Linked DNA regions of Sus scrofa: region 1 is linked to region 2. The links are chromatin contacts, called in public Hi-C maps. All regions are on one chromosome and are shown on one strand. The core of a region is the stretch at or near the end of the contact, and the rest is flanking DNA. Distances in the headings are between cores, read along the strand shown. Region 1 overlaps LOC110255590 (a long non-coding RNA gene). Region 2 overlaps CELF2 (CUGBP Elav-like family member 2).

Region 1 (3,771 bases), core at 337-2,836, 440 kb before region 2:
GCAAATTAAAACGAGATATACCTTTTCAGTTATCACAGTGATGATGTCTTAGAATGTTTAATTCCTTGTGTTCGCAAGTATGTAGAAAAACACGCAGTCTCAGGGAGTTCCCGGTGTGGCTCAGCGGTTAACAAACCCGACTAGCATCCATGAGGATACGGGTTCAATCCCTGGCCTCACTCAGTGGGTTGAGGATCCAGGGTTGGCCACGAGCTGTGGTGTAGGTTGCAGATGTGGCTTAGATCCCTTGTTGCTATGGCTGTGGCCAGCAGCTCCAAGTCTGATTCGACCCCTAGCCTGGGGGAACCTCCATAGGCGAGGCCCTAAAAAGACAAAGGCCAAAAAAAAATATATATATATATATATATATGTATATATGCAGTCTCATATACCTTTAAGTGGTACAAACTGATGCAGTGTTTCTAAAAAACCAGTTTCATCTGTATCATGTAAGCTCGTATTAAGACCTGAAAGAGGAATTCTCCTGGTGCAGTGGGTGAAGGATCCGGTGTTGTCACTGCAGCGGCTTGGGTCACTGCTGTGGCATGGGTTCGATCCTTGGTCTGGGAACTTCCACATGCTGTAGGTAGGCACGCCCCTTTTAAAAAAAAACACCAGAAAGAGCTCAAACTTCCTGACCCCTAAATTTTATTTCTTTGAATTTATCCAAAGGGATTAGTGAAAACTATGCAGAATGATTAATTATGGGAATTTTCAATATTATATTATTTACAATACACAACATTATTATAACATATAATATTTATATATTATTTATATATCATGTTTAGAAATGATAAATGAAATGAGACATATAATAATAACCAATAATAATGATAATGGTTATAAAGATGTCACAATCTACCTGCCTTATGGAGTAATAGCTCATCATTAAAGTTATACATTGAAGGGTACATAATATGGGGATATGCTTTCAATGCATTTGAAAAACAAGATACAAAGTTGAACCTATGGGAGTTCCCATCATGGCGCAGCAGAAATGAATCCGACTAGGAACGATGAGGTTGTGGGTTTGATCTCTGGCCTCGCCCAGTGGGTTAAGGATCCAGCGTTGCCGTGACCTGTGGTGTAGGTCGCAGATGTGGCTCAGATCTGGCATTGCTGTGGCTCTGGTGTAGCCTGGCAGCAACAGCTTCAATAGGACCTCTAGCCTGGGAACCTCCATATGCCATGGGTGTGGCCCTAAAGACAAAAGAGAAAAAAAAAAGTTGTACCTATGAGCATATATATGAATACATAATTACATATGGAGGTTTTTTTTGAGATATGAAAAAAATTAGTAGTCATTTCTGAGCAGTGGGATTATAGGTCATGTTTATGATTTTTCTTCCTGCATTTCCTCATTTTCTAAATGTTCTGACCAAAAAAAAAAAAAAAAATGCATTACTATGCCAACCAGAAAAAAAACCTGCATTTTTATTAAATATTGCTGTGGCATTGGCAGTTGATCAGTTCCCCTTCCCAGATAACATACTGGCACCTTTTTAGGAAGCTGACTGTCAGGACAGAAGGTTTCCATGGGTGGAAATCTGGCTGCTCAGACAGAGAAGATGATCCTGCAGAGGGATGGTTCTCAGCCTCTCACTGGCAGGAGCCGCTGCTTTCAGGAAGCAGCGCTCAGCGTGCTTAGCCCAGCATCACATCAGAAGTCCTTTCTGCACTCACCGTCAGACATGGGATTCTGGCTTATTGTGTGTTTGCTACCTGTGTGTGCCCTCACACACACAACACAGACACACGCACACTCCCTCCCTCTCTTGTAATTGGACGCGTATTTGTTTCATTAAATTCACTCCGTCAGCAGTTTCTGCTCTAAACAGTCCCCGAGGCCACAAGGAAAAAAAACAAAGTCAGTAATCAACATACTACTTTCAAGTACAGAGTACCGACCTATTTATAAAAGGAAATTAAGTAAAACCGGTAATTATAACTAGCGTACAACCTTTCAACATAGTCAATGAGAAATTCAATTTGCTTAAAATAATGAGGTACTCTGGCAGGAACAATCTGTTCGCGTGCTGTTCCCAAGAGCCTCAGGATGGAAACAAGCCCTGTCTGACATTTGATACTATCTGTCAGTTTATCAACTCTGTCTGGGGTGAGTTTTACGGTGGCGCTACAAGGTTTGGGATGGAGGAAGGAAAGAAAAATCTCTTTTTTCTACCCAGTTATAGGAAACCTGTTAGCAAATGGATTCAGATTTCTATTTTGAACCCGTCAACAGGCTGAATAATCTACCTGAGACCTGGGTGCGGTGGTTTTTCAATTTTATTTTCATTTTATTTATTTATTTACTTATTTTTGCTTATTTTTGGGGGCCACACTCTTGGCATATGGAGTTTCCCAGGCTAGGGGTCGAATCGGAGCTACAGCGGCCAGCCTACGCCGCAGCCACAGCAACAGGAGATCCGAGCCGCATCTGTGACCTACACCATAGTTCGTGGCAATGCTGGATCCCTAACCCACTGAGCGAGGCCAGAGATCGAACCCTCATCCTCATGGATCCTAGTTGGGTTCGTTAACAGCTGAGCCATGAAGGGAACTCCCAGGTGGTTTTAATTTAGGTGTTTTCCACCCTTTTCTACCATCACCAAAATCAAATTTGGAAACCTCTGAACTATCTGATCTGCTGGCTGTTCACACACTCTTTGTCTAAAGTTTATCTGGTTTTCATTTTGTTTTGTTTTCTGTTTCTTTGCTAAATTCCCATCATACTGAGGTAAGACAAAGCTGTACAGAAGTTGAATTAAAAGGTCAACACAATCAATTATCTGCTAATTTGGGGGTCTTTCCCTAGGTAGCTTAAGACCACCCCCTGGATTTCCCTTTGTCCATTCACTCATGGGTTCTACAAGTTGTATTGGCTGTCACTGTTAGCCCCTCTTCTAGATGTTGGCAAGGAAAAAGAGAGAATAAAGCATAGCCTGTGTCTTCATAAACCCCAAGAGTCAGCAGGGAAATAGACTCACAAAAGGCCATTGTAAGACTATTTGGAAGCATGGTGATAAGGATTTTGGGGAATATTTATAAGAGATGCCTACCTAACCCAGCCTGAAGGGCCATAGGGAAGCTAGGAGAGAAGTGTCAAGGAAGGAATAAAGAGATAAAATCTAAACTAAGTAGGAAAGGCTGGGTCAGCATTAACCAGGCTAAGAGGAAGCACATTCCCAGCAGAAGGCTCAGCACAGATGAAGGAAAGAGGCAAGAATCCCAGGTCAACAGGCAGAATGCTGCGGTGAGCCAGTGAGTAACAGGCAAAGAGTGTGAAGATAAGGCAAGTATGTCTGTTGGCTTTTGCTGTGTGACAAACCACCCCAGAACTTGATGGCCTAATAGAACTACTGTTTTACTTGTTCATGAGTTTCTGAGTCATCTGGGCAGTTCTTTGGGTCTGGCCACCTTGGTCAGGGATGAATGGTCTAGGATGACCCTGCTCATGCAATCTGAGGTCTCAGCGAGGATGCCTGGGGTGTAGTCTCACATCCTGGAGGGAACTGGCTTTGGATTCTTCATGGGGAGGCCAAGGTGTTCCCAGAGAGCCACAAGAGTGGAAGTATTTTTCAAGCCTTTGGTTGGGTTGCACTTGCTAATATCCAATTGGCCAAGCCCATAGTGTGGCAGAGAACCATCAGGGACATGAGAGGTGTGATATATTAACAATCTCCCACGAAAAGAAGAATGATAGAGGATCTCGAGTGACATAACAGGCTAAAGAAATGGGAGGCCATTTAAGACTCTGAAACAGAAAAA
Region 2 (3,688 bases), core at 355-2,854:
CATCTCACCTGGACATGCCCTCACTGGGTGGCACGTCATGCAGATGCCTGATCACCGCCCCGCCCCCATGGCTTCTTTTCTGACCTAGAGAGAAATCGAATGTCCTTATACCATCCTGAAGTCCTTGACCGCCCCGCACCTCTCAGTTCCTGTGGTTTTCTCCTTGGTCCGCTGTAGCCATCTCCTCTGCAGGTGCTGGTATATTTGACTTGCTTGTTTATTTGCTGTCCACCTATTGGGATGTAAGCCCGGAGACAGCAGGTGCTTCCTGCCCCGTGTTTACTGCTCTATCCCCAGAGCCTGAGGTCGTCCTGAGCCTATGCTGGGTGCTCAGGAAATTACTGTTGGACAGGTTCTTTGATTCTGCTTCCTGGCATCGCTCAGAATCTTTTTTTGCTGTCACCCTCTATTGGGTGAGGTTCTAATCTTTGCTACGTTTTGCACAAAGGCTTCCGTAGAGTTGGACATAAATCTGTGTAAGCTTTTCTGTAGCACTGATTTTTCATATATAAATTTGCAGGCGTGCTTGGCAGGTGCTTGGAGACCTCATCTCAAAAATGCCCCCACCCCCAAGTGCCAACGATTGTGATTATATTGTGTCATTTTTATTACTCAGTCTGGTTTTACTACATAACAACAGTATGGACCCTATTAGCCAAGTACGTGATAATTGCCTTGCATTATAATACCCTAGGATATAATATTGTAATGTAATAATATCTTATTACTGTGCCTCTGCTAATAAGAAGCTCACTTATACACACATCGAGCTCTCGTAGTTTTTTAATAAACATCCAGGGGTAAGAATCTGCCGTTGAGAATCTTGTCGAAAACATAAGATACCAAAAGGGATGTCGACAAAACACATCCATGTATGGAAGCTGAACGTTCCTGATTTAATTCCTTCATCTTGCCGTGTTGTACATCGTTACCTAGAATTCCAAATTGTTCCCTAGATGCCTTCCAGCCTTCTTCTGGTCCGTTTATTCCATTTCGTGTAATGGCCGAAAATAAGTGTGGCTGGCATTAACTGTGGCAAAGATAACGTCCCAGGGCCTTTCAGGACGCTAAATAATTCAGGAGGGCATGATGCTCTTAGAGGCAGGGTCACCTGACCGAGGCTGGACCGTAGTCTTGAACAGGCTGGGTGCCCATGAGACTGGCTGTCTCCAACCTGCAATTTCCTCACCTGTAGGGTGGGATGAGTAGCCGTAGCTGCTGCTTCCTGAGGTTGTGCGAGAATGAAAAGAGATGATTCATGCCAGGTACCTGGCACATAATAAAATGGGCAATAAACGTTAACAGCAATTATTAGTACTATTACTGTCTTAAAACATTTGCTCACTCTGGGTGAAGAAATAGTCATTTTAGCATCGCTTGGCTAAAGGGTATCAGGCAGAGCCGTAAAAGGGCTTTAAACAGGGCAATAAAATGCAGATGTGTTCCCTTTGCTGTCTTCCTTCCCAGAACAGTATCTCGTTCAGCTCCTGGAAAAAGAGAACTGGGCTGCTGCTGAGCACAGTATTACCAAATAATACAGAAAGAGACACCCCCCCCCCTTAAGGTACCATATATGTTGATAGCCTATTTAGAGAACAAAAGTGGCTCTTTCTGGGGCCCTGACTCTGGCCCAGACACTCATTAGCTTCTGTGCCCACTTAGCTGTTAGTGCTGAAGTTGACACTCTGCTCTCCATAATCTCAGCCTCTGGGGGTGGAGGTGAGAGAGGAAACCAGAATTTAAAATGCCCTGGGTTTGTTTCGAAAGGCAGCAACTTGATCACGAAGCGCCTGCGCGTTCCGGGAGGCTCTGGGCTTTGCACACTTTGCGGGTGGGTGTCAATGTGGGCTGCCGTTGCGGGATTTCATGCCTCTGTGGCTAGACCATCTGCCGGTGGGTCTCCGACGGAACCGCGCCTGGGAAGCACTGCAGGGCTGGTTGGAAACCCTGGCAGCCGGGCCCATCCCCAGACTGTCTGATTCCCTGGGTCCCAGGCAGGGCTGAGAATTTGCATTTCTCAGAACCCCGGGGGATTCTGCTGCTGGTCAGGATCTGTGACCCATGGCTGCATGCAGGGTTTTTTTGTTTGTTTGCTTTTTTAATTGTGGCATTCTCTGGCGACCTAGTGGGTTAAGGATCCAGCCTTCTCACTGCTGTGGCTCAAGTCACTGCTGTGGCTCAGGTTCGATCCCTGGCCCAGGAACTTCCTGCGTGTTGTGGGCGGGGCCAGAGAAAAAGTATAGTTGATTTCATGTTGTGTCCGTGTCTGGTGTGCAGTCGGGTACTTCCGTTGCACACTCATACGATCGTTGGCATTTGCTAACCCCAAACTCCCAATCCATGCAATTAGAGATTGTCCCCAGAGTGCCTGGCCCAGAGCTGGGCACAGAGCATGCGCTCCGTAAATGCTTGTTGGTTTGCTGCGTCTAATGCCACCGAGATGAAATAGAAAAGGAAGATAAAGTATATTAAGGTTCTCATTAGGCGCCCTGCCTGATTCTCATTAAGACTGTCCTGATTTCTTTTATGTCCTGGGCATGTGGGCTCAGTGCTCATTTTCATGGCTTCGGGTCCCTGATGTCCTATCATTTGCATCCGGTCCAGGGTGCTCCGCCTTCACCCGTTCCTGTCTCGAGTCATTTTAGGCGGAACATTAGTGAGAGCCAACCGAACCCTTGGGACGACTACCTGAACGAGAATTCTTCCCCGCGTCCCCATCCCCTCCAGGGAGTCGCTGGAAGTCCCTTGTCATCCATGTCATTTCACGGATCCCTCTGCCTCCTTAAACAAAAACAGAAGCCCTTGGTTGGTTGCTTCGTTTTTTAAAAATTTTAAATTTGATCGAAAGTGCCTCCACTAAGCTCACATTTGACTGAGCCACTGGGGAGAGGAAAATGATTTATAAAGAAGTGATTCAAAACCAAGTGGACTTGCAGAGGAAGGGTTGTTTGGAATTCTTACATTGCCAAGTTCATTGTTTATTTCCCTGACATTTTTCTGAGTGTGAGCGCTTGGGTATTGCTTCACCAGAAAAGAATTTTAGGGGGTGGTTTTACACATCCTTCAGAGTCCTCCTGTTTGGGCGTCAACACATTTTAGAGGAAAAGTGATGGTTTTCTTCATTAAAACAACAACAACAACAACAACAACAACAACTCACAATTAAGCTTCCACAGACCCATTACCACGTACATGAGAGCCTTCTAGGCAGAGAGAACCTTTAACTATCTTTTCCTCTGATGTCTTTTTTTTTTTTTTTTTTTTTTTTTTAGGGTCACACTAATGCCATATGGAGGTTCCCAGGCTAGGAGTCAAATCAGAGCTGTAGCTGCAGGCCTACACCACAGCTCACAACAACACGGGATCCTTAACCCACTGAGCGAGGCCAGGGATGGAACCTGCATCCTCACGGATGCCGGTCAGATTCGTTTCTGCTGAGCCACGACAGGAGCGCCCCCTCTGAATTTCTGAGTATAATTTTCCTTCTTTGCTTTCAGGCAAAGCGTGAGCTCAGGTTTTACATGAGTGTTTTTTTCCAAAGTAGATTCTTTAGACCCACAAGGAGGTTGTCAGGTGGATGGAGAGGGTTCAGGGGCCAAAAGCAAGCTTAGCAGTCACAGTTTTAAACAAAGTTGAAAGTATCTTTAATTATCTTTCTTTCCAGACTAATCTTTAGAACTGGCTGGGT

Evidence for each region. A called contact is a pair of places that touch in the nucleus more often than the background predicts.
Region 1: a Hi-C map of retroperitoneal adipose tissue shows a contact between it and region 2, with 2.3 times the contacts expected there. The contact joins two enhancer-like sites. A contact is called at or near these places in 2 of 47 Hi-C or Micro-C datasets (embryonic fibroblasts and retroperitoneal adipose tissue).

What each region holds. Positions count from the first base shown.
Region 1 is chr10:61,268,061-61,271,831 of Sscrofa11.1, reverse strand. The region is part of intron 2 of LOC110255590 (a long non-coding RNA gene); the gene reads left to right. Among named protein-coding and RNA genes, the nearest start is that of CELF2, 400 kb to the right of the region's middle. Within about 2 kb of position 1,586, at least 10 of the 83 cell types and tissues checked have an H3K27ac peak or open chromatin away from gene starts, as enhancers often do. A contact at or near this core is called in retroperitoneal adipose tissue, where this site is marked.
Region 2 is chr10:60,827,192-60,830,879 of Sscrofa11.1, reverse strand. All of the region lies in intron 1 of CELF2 (CUGBP Elav-like family member 2), which reads left to right. Among named protein-coding and RNA genes, the nearest start is that of CELF2, 39 kb to the left of the region's middle. Within about 2 kb of position 1,604, at least 2 of the 83 cell types and tissues checked have an H3K27ac peak or open chromatin away from gene starts, as enhancers often do. A contact at or near this core is called in retroperitoneal adipose tissue, where this site is marked.